Linked DNA regions of Mus musculus: region 1 is linked to region 2. The links are chromatin contacts, called in public Micro-C maps. All regions are on one chromosome and are shown on one strand. The core of a region is the stretch at or near the end of the contact, and the rest is flanking DNA. Distances in the headings are between cores, read along the strand shown. Region 1 has its middle 28 kb from the start of Gpalpp1. Region 2 holds the start of Slc25a30 (solute carrier family 25, member 30).

Region 1 (6,883 bases), core at 194-2,693, 300 kb before region 2:
AGATTTGTCAGTGTCCACGTCTGCCCATTGTGAATCTCCTTTTCAGTAGGTAACTGCTAACCCATGTCTCAGAATCTTTGTGTAGAACAGCAGTGGGAGGGGGCAGGCACACAGGGCGCACATTAGCTTTGGGGCTGGTGTTTGGTGCTGTCCAGGAGATGGACTGTGTCTAAAATGCCTGCTCGTCCCCTCCTCGTTCACCGCCCTCAAACCCCTAACATCAAGAAGTACATCCATCTACCACAAACAGGGACGATGGAGAGTAAGGCCATCGCAGTTAGCTCACCACAGCCTGCTGTCGTTTATAAATCACACCGCAATTCAAAAGGATATATTTAGACTTTCCCCTCCACAAATAAGAAAATAATGAAAAAATAGGATTTCCAACTCCAACCCAGTCAGCAGCCAGAAAGCCCCAACCCCGAAATCAATCACATCTCTTACATAGAAGGGCAGTGGCTACAGCGGCCCTGGATACAGGTTAGTCAGGGTAGCAAACAGGCTGGACTTCACTCCTTCAAGCCCAAGACAGGATGTAGTGTTAGCAACCCGAAGTTAGCTGTCAATCAGGGGTCAGGGTGACTTGGACTGGGTGTCCTTGGGTTCTCTCAGTGCTGTGTGTATTTCTTGACTCTGAACCATAGGATCCCTCAGAGGAAGGGAAGGCATGGTTCTCAGAACAATGGCGTATATTCATGGCAAACAAAATCTAGAGGAGGGAAAAGAGAAACCTACCGTTGGCAAAAGCCTAGCATGGAGTAGTTAGGCATGGCTTTTCAGTGGATTTGAGTAGAGGTCATTTTTAATTTACAGTTGTATTATCATTCGCAATTAAATAAGTTGCTATGGTGCTTCCAGCCTCTCAGACACAGCAGTTAGATCATTCGTAAATGTATGCTTTCAGAGCCAAGAAGGCGAGGGATTGTTCTTGCACAGGAAGCTGTTCCAAAGTGGATTTTGCTTATGTTCCTAGCAAACTACCAATCTCCAACGTGGGCAGTAACCGCAGTGATTTAAGTGTTAATGACACAAACTGTGCTTGTTCCAGAGCTCTGGGGTTTCTGTTAGAATTTGGGAGAAGGTTCTGGGGTCATTTAAACCAACTCAGTAATTAACTACAGCCAAAAATCTAGCAGCATACTGAGAGGAAGAGGAAAAAACACAAGGAAAGAATGGCCTGTTGAAGCCTCCCCCGGAAACTGTTTCCACTCTAGACAAATGTCTAGGAAAGAACACTAAGTCAGCTCCTGTTGCCGTGTATTTATCGAGCCTATACAATATGTAAAGTGCTGATCTGAGAATACAAAAATACATAAGACATGACCTTTAACTCACCAGTCTAGTGGGGCAGACAATATGCAGAACCAACTAGTGCTATCTGTTGAGCACATGCCAGAGGTGTGTACATGTACTGATTGTGATCGTAGGGCATGCCTGGGCATGAGCTGAGAAGAAAGGGCTACAGTGAATCTCAGTGGATGCTGTTGCTGGTGTGTGGGCATTGAAGAGTGAAAGAGACCAGCTAGAAAGGAAGAGCCAATGCAGGGGGTTCAGCCTGTGGAGCTGAGGGTCAGCAGTCAGCAATGTTGCAGAGAAGACAGCCTGGATAGGAGGAGGGACAAGGGAAGCTGGCTCTGTGAGTTAAGTGTTTGAGGGTTACACATTTGAACCTGAATTTGAAGTACAGAGATACAAATCTGTATGTAACCCTGCCCCCGGGAGCAGATGGAGACTGGCAGACCTAGAGCAGTGGTTCTCAACCTGGGGGTCACGCAGGCTAGATAATTTGCACTGCAGTTTATAACGGTAGCAAAATCACAACTATGGAGTAGCAAAGAAATAATTGTATGGCTGGTGGTCATCACAGCACGAGGAACTGTATTAAAGGGGTGCAGCATTGTGAAGGCTGAGAACTACTGTCCCAGAGGATTATGAAGGCTGAGAACTCCGTGAGAGACCCTGGGGCTGGATAGATTGCTTAGCAGAGGATTTAGGTTTGGTTCCCAGCACCAAAATCAGACAGCTCATGATGCAGGCACCGACACTTACACATAAAATAAGGCATGGTAGTGGAGGAAGGCACCCAGCATTAGCTCTGACACACACAACATCTGATACTAGAAACCAGGAGCCAAAAATGGTTACTAGCCTTGGTAAGTCTGTGAATATAGAGTCACAAAGTTAGGGGAAGTATGCCTGACATATATAAGTAGAAATTCTGTTAACTGGACTGTTGGGGGAACTCTCATCAAATGCATAGATTAATCCTTCTCAAAAAGACACATTAGCCAGGGCCCACCGGTGAGAAAACTCAGTGGGTACAGATGCTTGTCTTCAAGCCTGAAAACCTGAGTTCAGTCCCTGGAACCCACACAGTAGAAGGAGAGAGCAGATGATTCCTATAGGTTGTTCCCAGGCGCATGCACACACACACACACACACACACACACACACACACAAAAGGGGGGGGAGGAGAGGGAGAGCTCAAATTTTACACGTCTATTTTTTCTAATCTACAGAATCTTAACCACAAACACCAGATAACCTTCATTCTACCTAGATAAGCATCAGAGTGCACTTGCGGAGAGTATAAGCTGGGGCTTCAAGGTTCAGGATAAGCACCGAAGGCCAGAGAGAGAAAACTGCACAAAGACAAGCAGAGAGCTACGTTAGTGGTCCTAGAATGGCTTAGATGCCATGACAGAGGATGTCTGTTGCTGATGCAACCAATCCAAGGCAAGAATCTACAGATTCTGGTTGGGGAGCCAGAAGAAGAATAGCGATTCCAGGCTAGACGGGGAAGAGCCCGACAGGAGACTAACAAACTGGGAGAGACACTACATATGAGACTAGTCTATATGAGACTAGTCTACCGTACATTAATCATATACAATGACAGATTTCATTTTGACATTGTCATCCGTGTATCTGATGCAGTTTGATTAAATTCACCCAGTCATCCCTCGTACTGCTGCTGATCCATTTCCTCTCAACAAGTCTCTACTGTTTCTTTCTTTTTGGTGACCCAGTGAATTTAATTAAGGTTGCTTCCGTGAGCATGGGTGAGGAGTTAGGTGCAGAAACATAAGCAACTTCCCATTGGCTACACCATTAAAAGAAATGTTTCCCCTTTCCCCAGCAAACATTAACTGTCACTAACTCTCAAGAAACAGGACCCCAGACGGTAACCTTGTTAACTTGACTGGATCGAGGCACACCTAGGAGATTAGTAAAACACCTCTACATATGTTTGGGGTTGGGGGTGGATTTCAGGAGACAGGCAGATCCTGTGGGTTCTGATCTAATGGGTAGATTAACATATTGAGTCATAATAAGATCATTAGTGGGAGGTGGTGTAAGATACGAAGTAGAACCTAGTTGGGGAAGCAGGTCGCTGAACTGGTATCCGTGGGAGATGGCTGCTAAATGGGACCCTGACCTCTTCCTGTATTCTTCCGTCTCAGCTTCCTGTCCTTCATGAGGTGAGAAGTGCCGCTGTCACATGGCAGCACCATGATGCTTGGGCTAAAGGCACAGAGCGACTGACCAAGGACTGAGGCCTTGAAACCACGGGTCGAAATAAATCTTTCTTCCTTTAGATTGTTGCTGTGGGGGATTTTGTGGCGATGACACAAGAGTAATTGTACCTCACATTATCGGGGGGGGGGGGGGGCGACTTGAAGAACTCAGAGCACATATTGCCTTGCTCCTTAGGTCTGTCGTCCTTTGTGATCCCATTTCATCCGCATCTGCCCTTCAGTTCCTGTTCTCTCTCTGCATCTACGCATGCTCAAGATCCTCCCATTTAAAAGCAAAATGACAGCAAAAGCGAACGTCCTTCAAGGATGAGGTCAAGACAAAATTAAAGCTCAGCAATAATGGGAAGTTCCTAAGCAGATGCAAATAGGAGAACAGCATTTCAAATCTGTGAAAGTCGTCAGCCACTCAATCATGGGTGTTGACACTGTAAGACTCCGGGGAGCCTTAGCTTACCAGGGACCCCAGTGAACCATGTGGAGCCGGGATCCATGCAAAAAAGAAAGAGGAATTTATTGTTCCCGCTAGCGCACTGGAGTTGGCCCAGACCCAAAGGAGAAGCAGCGACCCCTGGCGCCTGTTCGGAGTTTTTATATGGTTTCCAGGGGCAGACTAGCGCATCAGCAACTAGGCACAATATGATTGGTGGAACAGTGCACCCTTTAAACTGATTGGTCTTTAGGGAATGAGGTAACAAGGGAAGTCCTTGTCTGAAGGTGGACAGAAAGTGTCCCCACCCGCAGGTCAGTTCCCACCCTGTGGTCTGAGGAATGTTAATTAGCCTCTCCCTTCCGGAGGGGCGAGTGTTTCATGACCTTCCCAAAATTCCTGAGCTGACCTTTTCAACACTACTGGATAGACATGTGGGAAATGGGTTGGTTTCTGTTTTGCAAAGTATATAGAAAAAAATACCAGGTAGATTAGATAGTCTTAAGGTTAAAAAAAAAGTTCTAGAAGAACTATGTAGATATAGCTGGGCGGTGGTGGCGCACGCCTTTAAACCCAGCACTTGGGAGGCAGAGGCAGGCGGATTTCTGAGTTCCAGGCCAGCCTGGTCTACAAAGTTCCAGGACAGCCAATGCTATACAGAGAAACCCTGTCTCAAAAACCAAACCAAACCAAACCAACCAAACAAACAAACAAAACTATGTAGATATACTTTTATAACATGAGGTAGTTTTGTTATTGTCATGGAGTTACAGGGATTTTCTAAACAGGCATAGTATTCAGAACTCCTAAAATAAAACCTGATAAACTGGTCTCCATTAATGAGAAAACTCAACACAAAAACATAGTTGAGAGATTAGTGAATACCTACTAATCGTAACACAGCAAAAAGCTCAATTCCCTTTGAATTTGAATAAAATGATAAAATACCATTTAGAAAAAATTCAACCAGAACAAAACTAGCTGTCCAGTAGGTAACTGGGCAAAGAATATAAATGCAATAGTCATAGAAACAGAAGAATTCTGAGAAATACTAGAAGAAACAAACTTACTCATAAAGAGAAATGCAGATTAAATACAGTTTGGATCCCAGAGTGATGGCACACACCTGTGACTCTAACACTCAGAAATCTGAGGCAGGAGGACCACCCCATGTTTAAAAGTAGTCTGATGTGCATCATTCATTCCAAGTCAAACCAGGGTGGCATAGCAAGGCCCTGTCTCAAAATAATAGTCCTGCTCCTAGAAAGGCAGCCACAGAGAGGTGCTTCTGTTGGAGCCTTGTCTACTCTGCTCCCTGGGCAGACACTGCCCTGCCGTCCTTCCTGTTCCTATCAGCTTCCCACCAGTGGTCCTCTCTTGGCACCAACACCGTGCCTTCAATTTAGTTGCAGGACTCTGATGGAGAAATGCTTGCAGTTAGTTTAGAAAATGTAAAAACAATCTGTGGCCTTTGAGTTCTTGTTGGAAGATCTTGGAATGATGATAAAGGAAAGGGCCCTTCCTCCAGGATGCGCTGACCATTAGGCTGCCCCCCCCCGCCCCCGCCCCCATTTCTGCCAGGGATAAAACAAAGAAAAACAAACATATATATATATATATGTATATATGTGTGTGTGTGTGTATATATATATATATATATATATATATATATATATATATATATATATCGAGCAAAGGACTGCAAGTTGACCAAAGACACTTTCCCAGCTTGCTCCGGCTGCAAACAACCCAGACACCAAGGGTGGTTTGATATTCTAAGACTTTCCTCTATAATTAAGGGGAAATTTGGGGGGGGTACTCACAGAAAATTCCATGTCCAAAAAAAAAAAAAGTCTGCTCTCTGGCCATCAAAATGACTCTGACTAGGCAGGTAAAAGGCACCTGCTGCCCAAGTCCTAAAGGACTCAATTTGATACCCAGAATCCATAAGATGGGAGAAGAACAACTCCAAAGTTTGTCATCTGACCTCCATATGCACAGTGGCACAGGCAGCCCCCACACACTACTTAATTTTCAATATGTGTGAAAAAAATCTAGTAAGCATCATATTGAAAAAATAGCCATGCAGTTGTAGCACACTCTGTTAATCTTAATTACTCAGGAGGCAGAGGCAGGTAGATCTCTGAGTTCAAAGCCAGCCTGGTCTACAGAGTGAGTTCCAGAACAGCCAGGGTGACACAGAGAAACCCTGTCTCAACAACCTCCCCCACATGTGTGTGTGTGTGCATATATACATACATGTGTGTATTTATAAATGTGCACACTCTCAAGAGGATAAATACCTCGTGCTCAAAGGGAGCAGTAGAATGAAGAGCAGTGTTGCCTCTAGCCCAGCACAGTAGCAATATAAAAATGGCTCCCAACGTTAGCTGTGCTGCTCTGCTCTGCAGGTAACTGTGGAGGTTAGACGAGCATACACAGATGCAGCCAGTCATTGCGTTAGCACAGACCTCATTACACAAGCAGTTTGAGTGGATTCCAAGACACACCAGCTTGCTTCTGGGATCCCATCTCTGCCCCTAAAGTGCTGGGGTTACAGATGGGCCACCATGTGCACCCGGTTCAGGTCCTAGCACCTACATGAACCCTGGGTGCACATAGGTGATCCAGTTGTAACCCCAGCACTCTAGAGGCAGCACCCTGAAGCCATCCAGCTACCTAGACTAGATAAATCAGTGAACTCTCCATTCAAGTGAAAGATCTTGCCTCAATATACAAGGTAGACTATAATTAAGGAACACACGTGTACATGCACACACACATCCACCTGTATCCACCTTCATGTGAGCATGCATAACTTGCATACACATTACACACAAACACACATGCACACACGTGTGCATCTACCTGTATCCACAAACGTGAACATGCATAAACACACACATACAAATCCCTC
Region 2 (7,652 bases), core at 2,187-4,686:
CCCCAAGTGACCCTTAATATTAGACACCCGGAGCTGAAGTACTAATCTAAGTGTTCCTGTCTCCCATCCCCACCCATCAGGAAGGTAATTTAGGAGTTAAGGGTGGTTGGTTGCCAACTCCAGTGCTTCCTGATAGGAGCAAGGGAGCAGAGGCGAGAGAATGGGAGCAATAAAATAGCTCTGGAATGGATGCAAGATTTAAAAATGACAAATATAGTATAGTATCAGTTAGAAAGATGACACATATACTCAGTTTCTAACTGATACTATGTGTACTGAAGAGATGGCTCGGTAGTTAAGCGCACTGGATGTTCTTCCAGAGGACCTAGGTTTGATCCCCAACACCCATATTGCCGCTCACAACTGTTTGAAACTCCAGTTCCAGGGGATCCGATGCCCTTTTCTGGTTTTCTTGGGTACTGCTCAAAGGTGGGCACATACATACAGGCAAAGCATTTATACACATAGAGTAAAATAGTTTGCAGACAAACTGATACCATAACCATATTGAAAAGCCTACTATATGGCTTAGTAAGTAAAGGCACTTTGCATCAAACCTGATGACATAAGTTCAAACCCTACCACTCATGATGGAAGGAGAGAACTGACTTCCCAAGTTTCCCTGTGGGACACACACACACACACAAGTGAATGTATAAAAAGTTTTTAAAAGTATATTAATTCAAGAACTTTGGAGCACTGTACACTAATTGCATTATATTTAAAAGATTATAAAGGTTAAAACAATTTCAAAGAAGTCTCAAATCAAAGAAGTGAGTTTGTTGCTAGCGGTGCTACTGGTGTGTCTTAGCTCTGCTCGTTCGGAGATGGACAGGGCAGTTTTGCCCCAGAGCAGGCTGAGCTCAGGGCAAGGTCACCACTGCCTCTGAGCAGGACCATTATCTCGACAGAAAGAGTTAATCATAACAAGCCTTAGCTGCAAACTGTGGATGCCAGTTAGGACTGGTGGTTGTGCTGGTCTGACTCAGGCAAGGCCATGGCTACTTCAAGGTCAGGGTGTTGCAAACCATGATAAGCATTAGTTGCAATTACCCCAGTGTGGCGGGACATTGAACCACTGCCCGACAGCCTGCATAGAACTCCCCATCTCTAGAGACACTTAGAAAGTCACTGTCAAGGTAGTTCTGCCCACTGTCTCATCTACCATGGCTTTCTTGAATTACACTTTAATAACTCCACTTTTGCCTTTAGTCTTTGGTGAATTCATTCACAGCCCACAGGTCGCTAGCCTGTCACTGTCACTCCTGTCACAGAGTCAGCGGCTTTGTGTAGAGTATAGAACAGAAGGACTAGATAAATGTGTAAATGCAAGGGGAATAGGAATTTTCTAGCTTAGACGAAAGAGACAGAGAAAGGAGGAGGCTAGATTGGAACCCATGGTATAGGCGTCTAAATTAGAGATATCCATCACTCGGGATTTAAAAGTATCTGGGGAGGGTGGTGAGATGGCTCAGTGGTTAAGGATACTTGCTGTTCTTCTAAAGGACTTGGGTTCAGTTCCCAGCACTCACATAGCAGCTTATAATCATCTGTGCTCCTATTCTAGGGGGTCTGATGCCCTCTTCTGACTTCTGTGGACACCAGACATCCATGTGGTGTCCATAGAGGTCATGATCACACGTGAACGAACACACATGCACTTGCACACACATGCACACGAAATATTCATAACATAAGCAGGAATAACTAAACCTAAGAACAATTTAAAAAATATCTGCGGTGAGAGGCATATTGTTTGTGAGGGTAACACTGATGGTCAACCTGACAGATCTAGAATCAAGGTTCCTGGGATACCCATGAGGTATTATCTAGATTAGGCATGCCTGTGAGGGATGTGTGGGGGCAGGGAAACTGAAGTGGGAAGACTCCCCCTGAATGTGGCCAATACCTTCTATCAGAAGCTGATATACAAGGAGCCCCAAGGGAAAACCCTTTGCTTGCTTGCCTTTGCCTCTTGCTAGTGAGCGCTTCTGTCATTGCTTCTAAATTCCTTTGCTGGCACCAGAACCAGGCTTCATTGGCTCTCCAAGATGGACTGAAGGCCATTGGTTCTACAGGAGCCTTGGCATCAGATTGGGACTACTGAGGCACCCAGGCTGCTGGTATGAGCAGCTGCCAGGTCCCCCAGCCTTTTCACATTGCAGGCAGCCATCCTTGGACTGACTACCCAGACCATATCATGTGAGGTGGCTGAATAAATCCCCTTTGAATATAGTCATTATATTGGTTCTTTTTCTAAAGAGAACCCAACTACACTGTTTTATGTTATGTGACACAATATAAAAGGAAACACACAGAAGAACTTTATAACAAAACTTTCCAAGGACAATCGGCAAGGACTATTGAGAACTGGTTTTGAGAACTGGTAGGCATTGTGCTGGAGAGCAGAGAGTGCTAGACGATAAAACATCCCCAGGACACAGAAGCAAGGGCTTCCAAGAAACAAACCCAGCAGTCCACATCCGTTTTCAATGCAAAGAGGAGGGGCTTTGTTGAGGAGATAGGAACCTTGAACAAGCCGCATCTTGCTCTATGCACCTTGCTCCGTAGGTAACAATGACAAACTGGCAGAGTGCATGTCCAGAAATGAAGGAAGTCTTGTGAATATCCGCCATTGTTCTAAAGGTTTCTAAATTTAATCACGAGGAAATAATCCCACGAATCCAGAACTTGACAAGACAATTGGTCTGGACCGCAACTATGCCAAAGTTAAGAAGAGTTTAGGAAACTAGAGGCTCCGGTCAGATTGTAAATAAATAGCTAATGAAAAAAAGAAAAAGAAAACGAGAGCTCTGGTTTAAGAAGTTTACGAGAGGTGAATTCAGATGCATTGGGTTGATTTTTAGTAGCTCCCGAGTTTCCTGTGCGCATGTGTGGATGACCTTTTGAGACAGCAAGGGGATATAAATATTATCATATTTATATGGGATATGATTGAAAATGTACTCAGTCTCTTGTATATGATAAGTGGTAATTTTTCAAGAGTTCGGTGTGAAAGGAATAGACACAGAAAGAATGCAAGAGTTGCGAAATGCTAGCGTTGGTGAGTCTGGGCTCTCAGTTTTCAGTCAGCACATTTCAAATTATAAAGCTCTATGTTAAAAACAGTGAACGCAAGATGATTCTTTGCGACTGCCGAGGTTCTGGGAGACACGGAGAAGCCCCTCTGAAGAAGAGTCTGTGGCTTCCCGGCTTCCCCTTCACAGACCGAAGGCAGTGGGGAGCAGCGAGCAGCCCGCAGCTCGGTTCCCAGCAGTGAGAGCCTGAGAACCCCAGTCTGGTTGCTTCTGGGACCCGCTCTTCCTGGGTCTCCTTGGCTGTGGCTGGAGGCGTGGCCTTGAGGGAGCCGGTGTCGACAGTGACCAATGAGAACGTGGTGTGGGCGTGTCCGGGCGAGAAGCGGGCGGAGCCGTTCCCGGCTTGGGCCGCGCCCGCCGTTCGGCGGCCTTTTCTTCCGCTCCCGCACCGAGGTGCTCCCAGGCGGCTGCACTGGCTCCGAGGAGTAGCAGGAGGAGCTCCGCCGCGGGGTGAGTTCCCGGCCGCGCTGCTGCCTTGTGGACCTGGCCAGAGAACCGCTGCGGCGGGTTTGCTCCGGGCTGAAGTGCGCTGGGGTTCGCGGGCTGGGGTTCGGTGGGTACGAGGTTCCGGAGCCCGGGCTCGCTCTGGGACCCGGGCTCGCTCCCGGGTTCTAGTGGTTCTGCGGGATCTGCGGAGGATGGCTGAGGGGGGCGTCCGGGAGGCTCAAGGGTTGCACCCTTTGCTGCGACACTTCTTCCTCCCACCGGTGTGCGCCCCTCCCATCCGTGGGCAGAGACGGTGCAGCTTCAGCACCCGCGAGCTCAGTACCCGGGATAGGGCTCTTCATCCATTGAATTGCTGGTGTAGGGCTGGGGATGTTGCTCAGTGGTTGAGCTATTTATTGTATACAGGGTCCCGGGTTCAATCATCAGCGTTGCTAAATAGGCGGTTAATAAACAATGTCCATTTTCTTTAAGGTAATGGGGCGCGCGCGTACACACACACACACACACACACACACACACAAATTGCTCGTGAAACAACAAGCTAGGTTGCTGCTTGCGAGTTCGCAAGAACCTGTCAAATGAATTGCTCGAAAAGTTAACGTGCTAATGCGTTTTAAAGGCTTTTTAGGTGTAATTTCAGGCAAAACACTCAGTAGTCAGGATTGTTCTTGCCTAAGAATAGCAAAACAATGCTAGAACGAACGCCCTTGTAGATTCTACATTCGGAGATGTGTTAGTGTGAAGCTGAAAGGCATGGATTTAGATCTTAGCAGTGGCACTGCCAACTTTTGTAACATGGGCTTAATTATCTCGTGAAAAAATGGTACTATTTCTAAAATGTTTTTAAAACACCATATTTCATAAGTATGTGTTGAGTTTGGTTTTTTCTTTTTTTTACCTGTACACTTAAAAAAAGATTCACCCAGTCTTATTTATGTGTCTGTGAGTTTATATGCGAAGTACTTTTGGAAGTCAGAATGCATCAGATTCTCTAAAACAGGAGTTCTAAGCAGGTGTGAGCCACTTGATGTGGATAGTGGGAATCGAACCCTGGTCCTCTGGAAGAACAGGCTGAGCCATCTCTCGGCCCCTCACTGTGTGCTTTTAATGAAGAATAGGAATAGGAAAGGCTTATGAAAAGACAGTGTAATGGGGGAGAGATTTATGAGAACACGAAGGGAAGAGTATGTGATTACGGTTTAAGACTGTACACTGAAAGAACAGACCAAAATGAAAATGATTTATTAATTATATAAGAGGAACTTGGAGAGCCCGCAGAAGTACTAGCAGTGCCAATTTTAAAGAATAATCGTACAAAGCAGTGAGTTTCATCACACTGACTTCATAGCTTTGTTTCTCATCCTACCCACCCGCCCCCTCCCTCCATCGACTGCCTGCCCAGTTAGAGCCCTTCTACTTTCTTTTTTTTCTCATTTTTTAAAATATTTTTTATTATGTATTTTCCTCAATTACATTTCCAATGCTATCCCAAAAGTCCCCTATACCCTCCCCCCCCCACTTCCCTACCCACCCATTCCCAATTTTTTGGCCCTGGCGTTCCCCTGTACTGGGGCATATAAAGTTTGTGTGTCCAATGGGCCTCTCTTTCCAGTGATGGCCGACTAGGCCATTTTTTGATACATATGCAGCTAGAGTCCAGAGCTCCGGGGTACTGGTTAGTTCATAATGTTCCACCTATAGGGTTGCAGATCCCTTTAGCTCCTTGGGTACTTTCTCTAGCTCCTCCATTGGGAGCCCTGTGATCCATCCATTAGCTGACTGTGAGCATCCACTTCTGTGTTTGCTAGGCCCCGGCCCTTCTACTTTCTAGTCCATCAGCTGTTTCCTTTCTCTCCGAAGGTCTTTTCCTCCTTTCTCATGACTGTCTTCCTAGTAACATGATCCGTACACATACACTTACAAATACACACATATATTTATTTATTTATTTATTTTTTAATCTCTTTTCTTTTTTTTTAATATTTATTTATTTATTATATGTAAGTACACTGTAGCTGTCCTCAGACACTCCAGAAGAGGGAGTCAGATCTTGTTATGGATGGTTGTGAGCCACCATGTGGTTGCTGGGATTTGAACTCCTGACCTTCGGAAGAGCAGTCGGGTGCTCTTACCCACTGAGCCATCTCACCAGCCCATACACATATATTTATGAACATAAAACATGGAATGTTTGTCTTTTGGAGTCTAGCTTATATTCTATTTTTTTAAAAAAAGACTTATTTATTTATTATTATATGTAAGTACACCGTAGCTGTCTTCAGACACTCAAGAAGAGAGTGTCAGATCCCATTACAGATGGTTGTGAGCCACCATGTGGTTGCTGGGATTTGAACTCGGGACTTTCGGAAGAGCAGTCGGTGCTCTCAACTGCTGAGCCATCTCAACAGCCCCCTAACTTATATTCCTTTATATAGTGACTTTCAGTTGTATACATTTTCCCACAAATGCCGTGATTTCATTTTTTCTTGTGGCTGCATAAAATTCTGTTGTATATTGTCACAGTTTGTATATGCTTGGCCCAGGGAGTGGCACTGTTAGGAGGTGAGGCCCTGTTGGAGTAGGTGTGTCACTGTGGCTTTAAGACCCTCATCCTAGCTGCCTGGAAGTCAGTATTCTGCTAGCAGCCTTTAGATGAAGATGTAGAACTCTCAGTTCCTCTTGCACCATGCCTGCCTGGAAGATGCCCTGATGATAATGGACTGAACCTGATTTCATTTAAACCTATGAACCTGTAAGCCAGCCCCAATTAAATGTTGTCCTTAGAAGAGTTGCCTTGGACGTGGTGTCTGTTCACAGCAGTAAAACCCTAGCTAAGACATATATGTGGATCACTTATTTTTATTTTTAATTTATTTTTGGTATTTTTGATATTCCTTATGGAGCTAGGTATTTTGGGGCCTCACTATGTAGTTTTGGCTAGCCTAGAACTTGATATGTAGAGCAGGCTGGCCTTGAACTAACAGAGATTGACATGCCTCTGCCTCCCAAGTACTGGGAGGGAAAGTGAGTGCTACCATGTTAGTCGTGGAACACATTTTCTATATCCATTCATCCGCTGATGGACATCTAGGTGTACTCTGTGCCCCAAGGTATTGTGAATAGACCATGAATGTGCGTGTGTCTCTGTGGTGTGTTAACGTGGAATTGTTTGGGTATATACCTAAACTGGACCATATGGGAGTTCTTTTTCTTCTTTTGATTTTTGAGGCAGGGTTTCTCTGTGTAATCCTGGCTGCCCTGGAGCTCGCTCTGTAGCCCAGCTATCCTTGAACTCGGAGATCTGTCTGCTCAGCTTTTTTTTTTTTTTTTTAAATTAAAGAACTCCCTCCATATTTAATTTGATAGTGGCTGCACAAATTTACATTTCTACCAGCAGGGAGTGATATTTTCCTTTTAAGGTCATACTCACCAGTATTTGCCATCTTTTTAAAATCAATTAATTTGTGTGTATGTGAGTGTGTGAGTGTGTGTGTGTGTGTGTGTGAGAGTATGTGTGAGTGTGTGTGAGTGTGTGTGAGTATGTGAGTGTGGATGAGTGTGTGTGTGAGTGTGTGTGAGTGTGTGTGTGTGTGTATGTGTGTGTGTGAGTGTGTGTGAGTGTGTGTGTGTGTGTGTATGTGTGTGTGTGAGTGTGTGTGTCCGTGTACATGAGGTCACATGCGTGAGATAACCTACAGCACAGGTGCAGAGTCTGAGAACAGCTTTCAGAAGTCACGTGTCCTGTGGCTCTCTAGGACTGAACTCAGGTTGTCAGGCTTGGTGACAGGTACTTTTCCTGAGCCATCTTGTGACCCTCATTTGTTTTCTTGGTGACAGCCATTCTGTCTGCAGTGAGATGGAACCTCAAAGCAGTTTTATTTTTTTATTTTGTTTTTGGTTTTTTTTTCAAGACAGGGTCTCACTAGGTAGCTCAGACTGTCTTGGAACTATGTAGACCAGGCTGGCCATTGAACTCACAGAGATCCACCTGTCTCTGCCTCCAGAGTGCTGGGATTAAAGGCATGTGGCTCCATGCCCAGCTCAAAGCAGTCCTAATTTGCATTTACCTGCAGCTCCTTATATGTCCTGGTTGTTAATCCCTTGTCT

What was found. Hi-C and Micro-C count contacts between places; a contact is called where the count stands out from the background.
Region 1: a contact with region 2 is called in a Micro-C map of embryonic stem cells, with 2.1 times the contacts expected there. The contact joins the enhancer-like site here to the promoter of Slc25a30 in region 2. A contact is called at or near these places in 1 of 15 datasets of contacts at CTCF or cohesin (the NIH/3T3 cell line), 3 of 484 Hi-C or Micro-C datasets (the AML12 cell line, cortical neurons and embryonic stem cells), 2 of 115 datasets of contacts at active chromatin or transcription factors (bone marrow-derived macrophages and embryonic stem cells) and 1 of 9 other capture datasets (adipose tissue).

What each region holds. Positions count from the first base shown.
Region 1 is chr14:76,078,916-76,085,798 of GRCm38.p6, reverse strand. No RefSeq gene overlaps it. Among named protein-coding and RNA genes, the nearest start is that of Gpalpp1, 28 kb to the left of the region's middle. Within about 2 kb of position 1,443, at least 36 of the 459 cell types and tissues checked have an H3K27ac peak or open chromatin away from gene starts, as enhancers often do. A contact at or near this core is called in embryonic stem cells, where this site is marked.
Region 2 is chr14:75,782,821-75,790,472 of GRCm38.p6, reverse strand. It overlaps Slc25a30 (solute carrier family 25, member 30), which reads left to right and starts at 3,436. Exons shown (of 10, transcript NM_026232.3): 1 at 3,436-3,548.